Regions from separate parts of the Mus musculus genome. Here regions 1, 2 and 4 are each linked to region 3. The links are chromatin contacts, called in public Hi-C, HiChIP or PLAC-seq and promoter capture Hi-C maps. All regions are on one chromosome and are shown on one strand. Each heading gives the region's core, a stretch centred on a gene start, on an enhancer-like site or on the middle of the called end of the contact. The rest is flanking DNA. Distances are from core to core; before and after follow the strand shown.

The links. A called contact is a pair of places that touch in the nucleus more often than the background predicts. HiChIP or PLAC-seq counts read pairs in DNA pulled down with a chosen protein or histone mark. Capture Hi-C pulls out chosen DNA fragments and counts their contacts.
Region 1: a contact with region 3 is called in an H3K27ac HiChIP or PLAC-seq map of embryonic stem cells, with 4 times the contacts expected there. The contact joins the enhancer-like site here to the promoter of Hdgfl3 in region 3. A contact is called at or near these places in 4 of 39 promoter capture datasets (embryonic stem cells and pre-B cells), 2 of 15 datasets of contacts at CTCF or cohesin (the NIH/3T3 cell line and large pre-B cells), 2 of 484 Hi-C or Micro-C datasets (embryonic fibroblasts and embryonic stem cells), 22 of 115 datasets of contacts at active chromatin or transcription factors (the NIH/3T3 cell line, T-cell acute lymphoblastic leukemia, craniofacial prominence and 13 more) and 2 of 9 other capture datasets (adipose tissue and liver).
Region 2: a contact with region 3 is called in a promoter capture Hi-C map of adipose tissue, with 2.0 times the contacts expected there. The contact joins the promoter of 2900076A07Rik here to the promoter of Hdgfl3 in region 3. A contact is called at or near these places in 2 of 39 promoter capture datasets (hippocampal neurons and liver), 1 of 484 Hi-C or Micro-C datasets (uterus), 3 of 115 datasets of contacts at active chromatin or transcription factors (effector CD8 T cells, large pre-B cells and memory CD8 T cells) and 2 of 9 other capture datasets (adipose tissue and embryonic stem cells).
Region 4: a Hi-C map of cerebral cortex shows a contact between it and region 3, with 4 times the contacts expected there. The contact joins the promoter of Cpeb1 here to the promoter of Hdgfl3 in region 3. A contact is called at or near these places in 1 of 39 promoter capture datasets (cranial neural crest), 7 of 484 Hi-C or Micro-C datasets (cerebral cortex, cortical neurons, embryonic stem cells and 2 more) and 5 of 115 datasets of contacts at active chromatin or transcription factors (astrocytes, embryonic forebrain, embryonic hindbrain and 2 more).

The regions. Positions count from the first base shown.
Region 1 is chr7:82,259,017-82,261,716 of GRCm38.p6, reverse strand. It overlaps Sh3gl3 (SH3-domain GRB2-like 3), which reads right to left. Exons shown (of 9, transcript NM_017400.7): 2 at 1,517-1,585. Among named protein-coding and RNA genes, the nearest start is that of Gm32903, 4.4 kb to the right of the region's middle. Within about 2 kb of position 1,271, at least 4 of the 459 cell types and tissues checked have an H3K27ac peak or open chromatin away from gene starts, as enhancers often do. A contact at or near this core is called in embryonic stem cells, where this site is marked.
Region 2 is chr7:81,522,140-81,524,839 of GRCm38.p6, reverse strand. It overlaps 2900076A07Rik (RIKEN cDNA 2900076A07 gene), which reads right to left and starts at 1,290. Exons shown (of 4, transcript NR_160675.1): 1 at 1,164-1,290.
Region 3 is chr7:81,933,182-81,935,958 of GRCm38.p6, reverse strand. Hdgfl3 (HDGF like 3) reads left to right here and starts at 1,500. Exons shown (of 6, transcript NM_013886.4): 1 at 1,500-2,020. The coding sequence starts at 1,937.
Region 4 is chr7:81,453,504-81,456,203 of GRCm38.p6, reverse strand. It overlaps Cpeb1 (cytoplasmic polyadenylation element binding protein 1), which reads left to right and starts at 1,446. Exons shown (of 12, transcript NM_007755.5): 1 at 1,446-1,570. The coding sequence starts at 1,556.

The DNA.
Region 1 (2,700 bases), core at 22-2,521, 330 kb before region 3:
AATCAGAGCCTCCTTTCACATGGAATGTTCGTGTGTTTCTCTTGGTGCAGACGGGGCTACACTGAATAAGCTGCTCTGCCCAGGTTTGCCCTGCCACCTGCCTCTTTAACGGGCTTGTTGAGAACAAGCAGGTCAGGATACAGGAGCTGATGCAGATGCCATGGATGGGTGTTACTTACTGTCTGAACCCAGCTTGTCAGAGCTGCCAGCGCCCAGACCTTGACTCTAAACCCAATAACATAACTCCAGATGTTTGTTTTTAAGTATAGCATATGAATTGAATAATCTAGTTGGTAAAGAAGCCATATACATCCTATCATTATATATATTAATAAATTTAAAAATCAACTTTAGATATGTCAATGATATTAACATGTTGAAAGGGTTTTCAATGCACAGAATTTCTTTTTTCAAAATCAAACACAAAATAAGCTTCTCTTCTTAGGGTCTTAACACTTCTAGGAAACCGGGCGTGGTGGCGCATGCCTTTAATCCCAGCACTCGGGAGGCAGAGGCAGGCGGATTTCTGAGTTCAAGGCCAGCCTGGTCTACAAAGTGAGTTCCAGGACAGCCAGGGCTACACAGAGAAACCCTGTCTCGAAAAAACAAAACAAAACAAAACAAAAAAAAAACAAAACAAAAAACAAAAAAAAACACCTCTCGGGCACTTCCTGGAGGAAGGCTGGCCAGGTCCTACCTACATTAAAGAGAATGCCCTCCCAACCCACACCCAGAGCGGGCTTTCCCCCAACCTGCACTGCCGGCCACACCCAGGCCCCCAGCTCCGGTCTGAGGAATCTAATCGTTAGGACAAGCTCTGCTCAAAGGGCCCAAGACAAAGGGGAGGAAGCAGAGCAGTGTGGACCCAGCTCCGACTGCACCAGAGCCACTCTCCAGGTAGATGACCAGGGGACAGGACAGGGGACAGAGTCTGCAGTCCATCATTGGAGTGCCAAGCCAGGAACACTCTTCTAAATTATTTCATCTGCATATATGATTCTAGATGCCCCCATGTGAGGCCAGCCGGGCACACATACTTATCTCTGTATCACAGCTGATATGTCGGTTCTAATGGCAGAAAAGTATTTGCTGTGCAGCTGCTGAAACAGATGGGAACAACAGCCTAGATTACCAAATGATAAATCAGTTGTTATAAATCGGAAAAGCCTTGTCACACAAGCCTTGAGACACAGTTGACTCTCTAAGACATATGAGCACCATTTGGCCCTGGAGTTGTTGCCAAGGCCCACATGTTATGCATTCTGACAGCTGGCCACTAGGGGAACCAGTTAGTCACATTCCGTTTCCTTCCTCAACTTGCCCAGACTAGATGTGGTTCAACCTGATCCTGGCTTGGGCTGGGAAGCACTGGGGTCCTGCCTTCCCGACTCTGCACCCCATGCTTGCATTTGAACATTCTGGATTCCCACTCCAGGTCATATTCCCAATAGTAGGCGGTTCTCTCTCGGGCACAGACAGCCCATTTCTAACCCGTCACATGTTCAAAAAGCTTTACCTTTTCCATGTTCAGAAATTCTTCATCTAGCTTCGTTCCTTCGGCACCACTTATTTTTTCACTAAACAGCTGCAAAAACAAACACAAATGCTTTCACTGAACAAAGATTCTCTATATTCCTTTCATTGAAATTAGTGACAAAAATCTTGGCTCTGGCGTTGTTGGATTTTTGGTTTTCTGTACACTGGGGTTTTGCCTGCATATCTATCCCTGGAACATTAGTTACAGACAGTGAGCTGCCATGTGGGTGCTGGGACTCGAACCCAGGCCCTCTGGAAGAGCAGCCAGTAATTTTAAAGGTTCCTGAGTTCGAGCCCTGGAGCCCACGTAGAGGTAGAAGGAGAGAACCAACTCCACAAGGTTGTTCCCAGACTTCTATATGTGCACTGTGGCATGCGTGCGGGTGCATGCACACACACACGCACACCACAACAGCTACTAATGAGAAAAGAAAAGATCATGGAACAATGTACACTTCCCATTTGTCTAAGCTTTATCATGCACCCATCCTCATCAGATGGCACAAAGCAGTTCTAATACACGCAGTGACAAGACAGCTAGGGACACAAGAGTGACAAGAGTTAGCAGCACCCCAACAGCCTGAATGTAAGAGACAGGCGGTAAAAACGGACAAATACTAGGACCAAATGCAAACTATTATCAATTCATCAACTTGACAGACTCTCAGGGCTGCTTAGAAAGTATCTCGTCTGCAGAGCAGGAGGCAGATCATTCAAGACCTGACTCCTAGAATGCGTGGCATTTGAGTTTGTTTTTTAAGGACAGTGACATTTCAGTGTGCAGCACAGCGGGAAAGGTCTTCTGGGATGTGGTGGTGTTTTCAAAAAGGAAAACTGAGAGGAATGGGAAGGGTGGTTTGATACTGAGCACAGTTCCTATCCTTTGTGGCTATCTGTACAATAAGAGAGGCTTAGCAGCATCCCTGCTGTCTACCGCTAAATGATAATAGAAGTCATGTGCTCACTGTGCACACTCATGTGCACACACACAAACACATGCACACATCTGCCACACCACTCTGACCACCAAAAAATGTCCCTAGATAATGAGAGATCAGTGTGCTCACAAAACAGTAAGGAGTTTCACTCCCAAGTGAAGACTGCTCAAGGGGAGGACGGAAGAAGACATTGAAAGGGAGGCAGAGGCCACAGATCGCAGCCTGG
Region 2 (2,700 bases), core at 41-2,540, 410 kb after region 3:
TCTATGCAATAACAGGCAATAGGTAAGGAAGATTCCCATGTTTGCCTTCTGTTGCTACACAGTACACCGGGAACGGCAGACACGGCAAACTCATCTCCATCGAGAGCAGCACTTCTCAACCTTCCCAATGCTGTGACTTTAATACCCTCATGTTGTGGTGACCCCAACATACAATTATTTTTGTTGCTACTTCATAACTGTAATTTTGCTACTGTTTTGAATTGTAATGTAATGTCTGTATTTCCAGTGGTCTTAGGTGACCCCTTAGGTGAAAGGGTCATTTGATCCCAAAGGGGTTGTGACCCACGGTTGTGACCCACTGATCTACAGGGTCAAACATGTTGATGGCTGACGAATGACTTTCCTTTGGTGGACTCACACCTTATCTAAGCTTTATATATATGTATGTTCGTGTCTTTGTGAGTGAATGACATATGTGTGTGGTGCTCAAGGAGGCCAGAATAGTGTGTTGGACTCCTTGGGTCCTGAGGTACAAGTGATTTGATATAGGTGCTGGGAACCAAACTCAGAGCCTCTGGAAGTGCCACAAATGCTCTTAACTACTAAGCCATCAGGCTAGTATCTAAGTGCACCTCACTACTGTCTTCACTCCTTCAATTTTCCAACCTCCTACCCATCCACGCACACCATCAGAAAGCAATATAAAAACTCCTTTGTACAAGAATTCTATGGGATTTTAGAATCTGTCCTCAACAAACCATGCAACTTTCCACCGCCTCCTTGCTGCCCTTTTCTAACATTAAATGCCTTTGCTGACACATTCAAGAAACTTAAAAATCACCCACTGCGTGTGCATGTGCTCACGGGCGCTAAAATTACTGCAACAGGTGATTCCTCCCTCAGGCAAGAGTCATCGATTCGGAATGCCTGGATTTACAGAGCCAATATTCAACAGCTCTGTGCATGTGAATATGTGTTTGTATGTGTGCATGTATGTACGTACGTATGTGTGTGTGCTTAATTTAACTTCAGTCTGTGTGACCGCGTATTTCTCCTTCCATATCTACCCACCATTCCGTGGGCTAGCAACCCTCTTTGAAAAAGATGGAGAAAAAACAAACACAGAGAAGGAAGATCGATAGCCGGGCAGCTTACCCATCTCTTCTCCCATTCCTGGGACGCCTGCCACGTCAGCCACTTACCTGGACACCATAGTCACCCGCCGCACAAGGTGGCCAAATACTGGGTCAACTTGGCGAGACAAAAGCCGCTAGCATCAGGTGTCAGGCTCTCGGTCATAATTTCTCCCTCCTTCCGGTGGAAAATGAGTCCACTTCCGGCTTCTTAGCCGTAGGGAGGAAGTTCCACGTCAGGCACCGCGCGGCGCGGCTGGGCTTGGCTCTTCCCAGTGCGCATGCTCAGAGCGAGTCCTCTGCTGCTTAGCGTCTAGCTGCGTGGCGTCTGGATCGTGGGAGACTCGGGGGCCGGCTTGTAGCTCCTGGGTGGGTGTGGAGAGCTGCCGCATTGTTTTGAGTATGCTATTCTCTGCTCCCCTGGCAGGCGGCATCCTGGGGACTGAAGTACGCCGTCCCGCCCCTGCGACACTCCTCTGCGTTCTTGTGCTACCCAGCCCTGGCTGTTAAGCTTCTCAGTGTTCTTCATTCTTGCCACCCTGCTTATAGAGAGCAAAGCGTGCACTGCACCTCAGTAACCTTTACTCAGTCGCTCTCTTGACTCCCCCTGGTTGCAAGCCCATGCATATTCATCCAGGAAAGGACCAAGAGCTTCCTAGCCTTGATCATGGGTCTAGGAAGATAAGTAAAATCACTTTTGGATAAATTTCCTGAGGATAGACCTCAAATGTTGAGAGACTAAAACAAAAGACATTTGACATTTGCGCCTTGGTAGAGGTAGGCTTCCTCTGTCATTTTGAATATGATATCTTTGCCTTACTTAGTTTCTGGTGATCGCTAAAAATCCTGTGTGTGCTTTGACTTGAGGCAGCATGGCCCTACTCTGTTGTCAAACTTTGTTCTCCTTATTTCTGCTTATTGCTGTGTTTTACAAGGACATCCATCCTGTTGGATTAAAAAGCCCAGCTTATTCCAGTTCACATTGTGAGGCTGCAGAAAAGACTTAAGATTTCAGGGGCGGCAATTACTGAGCACCCTAGTAAGCTGCCAGAGTTCTCCAGGAATGTGCAAACCAAATGCTAAAGTAAACTAAAAGTAAGCAGGTTTAGAACAATGAGTTCAGAGTTCATTTGGATGCTGCGAGTTTGAGGTCAGAATTTGAAGCAAAAAGAACAAAATAAGAAACATAGGTGTAATGAAAGGACCTTACATGCAGTCCAAACATACAAGGCTTTTGGATTTAATATACAAAATCAGGAGCAAAAATGTTACCTTGTTTATCAGCTTGAGCCAAATCTACTTCATTTCTCTTACTCATTTAAGATGTAACTTTTCTGGGCATGGTAGCACACTACTTTAATACCAGCCTTCAGGGTTCAACACCAGACTGGTCTACGTGGAGAGTTCCAAGCCAGCCAGAGCTATACAGTGAGAAGCAGAAAGGAGAAGGAGGAGGAAGGAAGGAAGGACGGACAGAGAGCCAGGGCTACAGAGTGAGACCATTACACTCACTTTCTAGGCTTGGCCTGTGCTTTTCTCACCCTGGCATAGGTACACACGGGCATAGGCACACACTGGGCATAGGCACACACTGGGCACAGGCACA
Region 3 (2,777 bases), core at 251-2,750:
CACAATTATGATCACTTCCAGCTTAACTTCCTTGCATGGCTTCCACACTGATTCTCTCCCCTACTCATGACCGCCCAGAGCCCACAGGCAGCCTCGGCCATTCCAGCTTTGGACAGTTAGGGCTCTGGTGGCCTGTCAAGAGATGCGGCTTTGACATGGCACCTAGGATGTGTGTGATATGACTTGTAGACGTGACAAGCTCGTTCTCGGGCTATCACAGCCGGGGGAAAAAACCTAGACTAATTTTGCAGCGCAAGAGAGGACAAGGTGAGCCTATAGGGAAGGTGAGGGGTGGGTGCTGGAGAATTAAGAGATGCAAAAAAAGAAACAGCCAAGTACTGTGAACAAAGTAAACGCTCCTCGGAATGTCTCCAGACTCTACAGCCGGCCACTGGAAACCCATCACGGAGAGGCTGCGGTAAGCACAGCTCTCAAGCACAAGTGAGTGGGGCAGATGCTTGGAAAACCCACTTTCTACAGAGGGGAGAAATGGCAAAGAGGGCAATTCACAAAGGAGAGCTGTCTTCCCAACTAGGTGCAGCACCAGAGGACCTTTTAAAGAAGGCAAGATCACAGGGATCTTCCACAGGGCGCATTCATCCATTCATCGAGCAGATGCAGAAAAGAGTGAATTATTTTATTTACCTCTCACAAAGGAGAATGCTATAAAGATTCTCACTCCCAAAATGTCTTTTTGAAAGCAGTCAGCTGAAATCCAAATAAAACAATGGTGAATGCACACGTTTGTCGTAGACTTACTAACCTGTATAAAGAAATCTCTAGAAGCTGCTCTCCAGTATGTTACCAGAATTGAAAACAACTGATTTGACTTGTCAGGGTAAGTCCTTTGCCCCAAAATTATTGGCCCATGAAGGCCCCACACAGAGAAGCATAACTTAGGCTATGGGCACTGAACCATATAGATCCATGTTCAAAGCCCGACTGTGCCATCCTGTCGGTGAGGACTGGCCTTGACTCCAGTGAAGTCGCTTGCCCTAGGTGGGTCACACTGCATCATTAAGGCAGACCTGGGGCAAGAACCTTGCCCTTGTTCTTTCCAGGTACCTACTGACCAGGCAGCGAGTCCCCTGCGCAGCTATCCCCCATGCCTGGGAAGCCTTTGTCCCCCCTCTCCCCCAACTCACCAGAGAGCACCCGAGGAAGTGGCCCACGGGTAGGGGGCAGTCAGAAAGGGGGTGCAGTCCGCAGGGGGTGGGCGCGAGCAGGAGGGGAAAGAGGGGCGGCCGGGTGGTGATTGGCTGGGCTTCACCAGGCAGCTCCCGGCCAAGAACAAAAGAGAGCAGGCGGCGGGCGTCTTTGGAGTAGGCGCTCCCACCCGCGGGGCACCGGCTTCGCTGCTGCGGGAGGACGCGCCCACCAGCAGCCCGCGGAGCAAGCCAGGCGGCGCGCGCGGTTTCTCCGAGAAAGCCGGCCGTGCACCTAGGAATTAACCGGCCGGCGCGCGAGGGGAGGGAAGCGGGGCGGGCGAGGGGTGGAGGGGGGGAATGCTGAGCGCGCGCGAGAACAATAATAAGATCGTGTTTGCGGTCGCTGCCCGAGGAGGAATTCGGAGGAGGCGCGAGGCCCGGAGCTCGCACGGAACCCAGAAGCTCGGCGGGGAGGCGGCGGCTGCATGAGGCTGGCGACGCGGCTCCTGTGAGCAGCGCGCGGCGGTAGCGGCGGCGTCGGGACTCGGCGCGGCCGGACGCGGGCTCCCATCCCCCGCAGCCGGGCGGGGATCTGCGGGGCCTGCGGTGCCCCCCGCCCACCGCTCGCCTCGGCCACTGCCTCGCCGCTCTCCCTCGTCGGAGCGGCCGCTCGAGCGTTCGGCTCGAGGCCCCGCGGGGAGCGCGGCGCGGTTCCGTCGTCCCGCGGAGGGGCGGCCTCCCAGCATCTTCGCGGCGGCCAAGGACCGGCGAGCAGGAGAACGACCGGGATGGCGCGTCCGCGGCCCCGCGAGTACAAAGCGGGAGACCTGGTCTTCGCCAAGATGAAGGGCTACCCGCACTGGCCCGCCCGGGTGAGTACGGCGGCCGCGCGCGCGGGCCCGCCCGCCCACCATTTTCCCTTCATGATGGCGCGCCCGCCCCCTTTCCCCATCACCTCGGCTCGAGCCCGCCTCGCGCCTGGCCGCCGCCTGGGCTGAACCGCGAGCTGTGCTGCGCACCGGGCTCCGGGCCGAGGCGAAGGTTCCGGGCTGCGCCCTCGCCGGCTCGGCGGCCATCCTGACGCCCACGTTCGAAGGCGGGTTCGACCGGACAGGCCCGACGTCGCCTTCCTCATGGAAGCCGGCGGGGACCGGGAAGCGGGTCCGGGGTGGAGGCGCCGGCTGGCTCCCAGCATGGTCCTGAGTAGACGCCCTGATCCGGGCGAACGTCGAGGCAGGTAGGAGAGCGAAAGGCTGTCCCCCAGCCGGCGAGAGCCGGTGACGGTCAGTCCTGGGAAAGGGGATGGTCGTGCAGAGGCCAGCGGCAGTCTCATGGTAGCAATCTTCGATCTCAGAGCATCCTTCATCTTCCAGACTTGTTGAGTGTTTCCTGGGCGCGATCCCCTGTGCCTCACCTGCCCTCTCATTGTCCATTGCCTCCCTGGTGCCCTGGTTCTTAGAAACTGACACCAAATAGCCTGTCACTGGCTGGTGAATTCAAGGAGCTTCCTTGTGCCTTTTCACCTCCATATTTGTTTTAGGTCGGTTCCCGAACCTTATTCTTGGCCTCGAACCAAACCCACGACAGCTCTCTTCTTCCTAAACAGCAAGACTGTCGCTAGGTTTTCTC
Region 4 (2,700 bases), core at 197-2,696, 480 kb after region 3:
CATCTAAGTGTGGCACCTCTCAGAATAGGAAGAGAAGAGAAGCAAGAAATACTAGGTTTGATTTATCAGGCCTATGCTGCCAAGATGGGGGTTGGGCTGCTCCTAAGGGGATGGGTTCTCCATACTGTAACCACCCTTTCTGCTTAGGACTTCAGTAACCCTTGGGAACGACCACAGAATGGAGACTAGCCAGCTGTCATTCAGCTCCCTCTGCACTTTAACTCCAGCATCTGTCCTCTTCCCCACCTTCTCCAAACACACTAGGCTAGGACCGTAGGCTTCCTTTCTTAATACCCTGGGCAGAAGCTTATACGTTCCTGCCTCACAAACCTGCCAGCAAGTTGGTAACAGCTTCTTCACCTGTCAGGAGGAACCTTGAGTATAATACGCGCTGAATAAAAAGTATAACATATAAAACACTTAGAAATGTTCAATAAGCTCTGTTCTCTTTCTTAACCAACCTAGTGGCTTATTTCCCACCTCCAACTCTCCAGCAACACCTTAAAAGAGACCTGGCAACTTCCAAGCTTGTTCACCTTTCCTCTAGTTTCCAGCTAGCTGCAGAATAAAAGCCCTTCAGAAACTGGGCTCGGGCTTCCCTCCTGTGGCACCAACACGCATTAGCTGGTCTTAGTCAGATTGAGCCTCTCAGTGCATTCCTCCCTCTCCGCCTTCCCTGGTCTGCAGCCCGGAATGCCATCTCCGCCTCTGCGCTCGCTTGGGCTTCCGGTCTGGTCCAGCCCTAGCTGGCCCATGACGCCTCTCGGAACAACAGCTTCGCTCACCCTGATCTCTTGCCCCGAATTTTGTCAGTAAAGCGTCCTGTCATTCTGGAGGGAGCGTCGGGAGCGGTTTCCCTGGGGAACTGCAATCCGAAGAGGATCACTGCTGTTTTCGGAACTTTCCCGAATCCCCTGACGCCTGCGCTCCGGGTTCCAGCTCGCTCCAGATGCAGTGGCAGTCGGTCTGAAGTGAGGGCGTGTCTGCTGCAGGTGGGGATGGGTGGAGGGGCTGGGTTCGGTGCCACCGGGGCTTCCACCCGAGAGGTCACTAGCAAAGGAGAGGCGTGGTTATACGTTTTTTTGGGGGGGGGGCGCACGTCACCGGCGCAGCGGGGCATCCCAGGGTCTTGTAAATCTGTAGGGAAACTGAGGCCCGCGGGAGAGTGAAATGGTCAGGGTCACCGGGCGAGGGACTTGCTCAGGCCTGAGCCCCCTCGGGCTCCGGGGAGGCAGTGGTGGTCTGTCTTGGCTCGAGCCTCAGAACTAACCCCCACCCCCCGTTCGGACCCCCAGGCCCAGGGTGGGCGGCGGAGCGCGGGTCTGGACGGCAGGAAGGAGCGCAGGGGGCGGGGGCGGGGACGAGGCCGGGCGGGGCCGACACAGGTGCTCCTCGTCAGGCCAGCGCCGCGGAGCTTTATAAGCCGCCGGGGTGCGGAGTCGTGCGCTGCTCGCTGCAAAAATAGTGCCCACGTGTGTGCGCGTCCCGCGCCGCACAGACCCGCCGGCCCGCGCGCCCGCCCGCCCGCCAGTCCCTTAGGGCCACGCCGGACCCCATGGCTTTCTCTCTGGTAAGAGCCGCCGGGGCGGGGCGGGGCCGGGCCGGGCGGGGCTGCTGTCCCCGCCGGCCGCCTCGGCTAACGGTCCGCGCGCAGTCTCGCCACTTCACAGGGCCCCCTCACCGCCGCCCGGGTTAGCGTCCCGGGCGGGGCGCCGGTCACATGCCCGCGGTCGTGGGCCTCGTGGAGCGGTGTGGGGCGCGCGGGGAGGGGCAGGGAGCTTCCTCGTGACTCAGGCCTTTGGGCTTAAAGGCGCCGCGGCCCTTCGGGGGCGACCGCCGGGGCCTCGGAGCTGCACTTGCACAACTCTCGGTGGCCTCGAACATACGTCCAGACAGGAGCCGGCCGCGCGGACGGGCGCCCGGACGCCAACACTTCCTTTTTCCGCAGCCGTCGCACGGGAGAGCTCGAGCGGCCGGCCGGCTGGCCGGCGGTGCCCGCGGCTCCCGTCTCTCTCTTTCCTTCTCTCTCTCTCCCCGAGAGTCGCCTTGGCGTCCCGCAGGAGGCAGGGGCTGGCGGCTCGCTGCGGGCGGCGCAGCAGCGAGCCGCGGAGACCCCCTCAGGCTGGGGCGGCGCAGGGGGAGACGCGCCACGACGGCGCTGACATGGCTCCTTTAAAGCCGAGGTCTCGGGCCCCTCGTGCGGGCCGCGCTCTTTCCAAGCCCGGGGAAGTCACGTGGCTTCACACGTTCGATTGCTCCCGGAGCCCTAGCCCCGAGGGTGGACCGGGCCAGGTGAGGTCGCACGTGCGTGTGACCGGGCTTCGAGGGCTGTCCCCGGGAGCCTCGCGGGGCTGGGGGGCGCGGGCCCGGAGGGGAGGAGGAGTTGAGCAGCCCGCGAGGGGGCGCAGGCGGGAAGCCAGCTAGTCCTCGGCGGCGTCCGCTTGCCTCACTCGGGCGGCCTGGCGGGACGCACTCATGTGGCCTCGAGGGTGTCGCTCAGCGTTTCTCAGCCAGCAAGGCCAGGTGTCCAAATTCGGGGGTGTCGGGTTGCAGATGGGCTCGCGTGGCCTCCAGCCCTGACCTCTGGTTTGGGGGAGCGGAGGCTGGACGCTGGGCGGGTAGGGCTGACAAGGCTGCTTCACTGGGGGCCTAGACGCAACGGGGTGTGTGTGGGGGGAGGCCCATGCCTAGGCAGGGGGA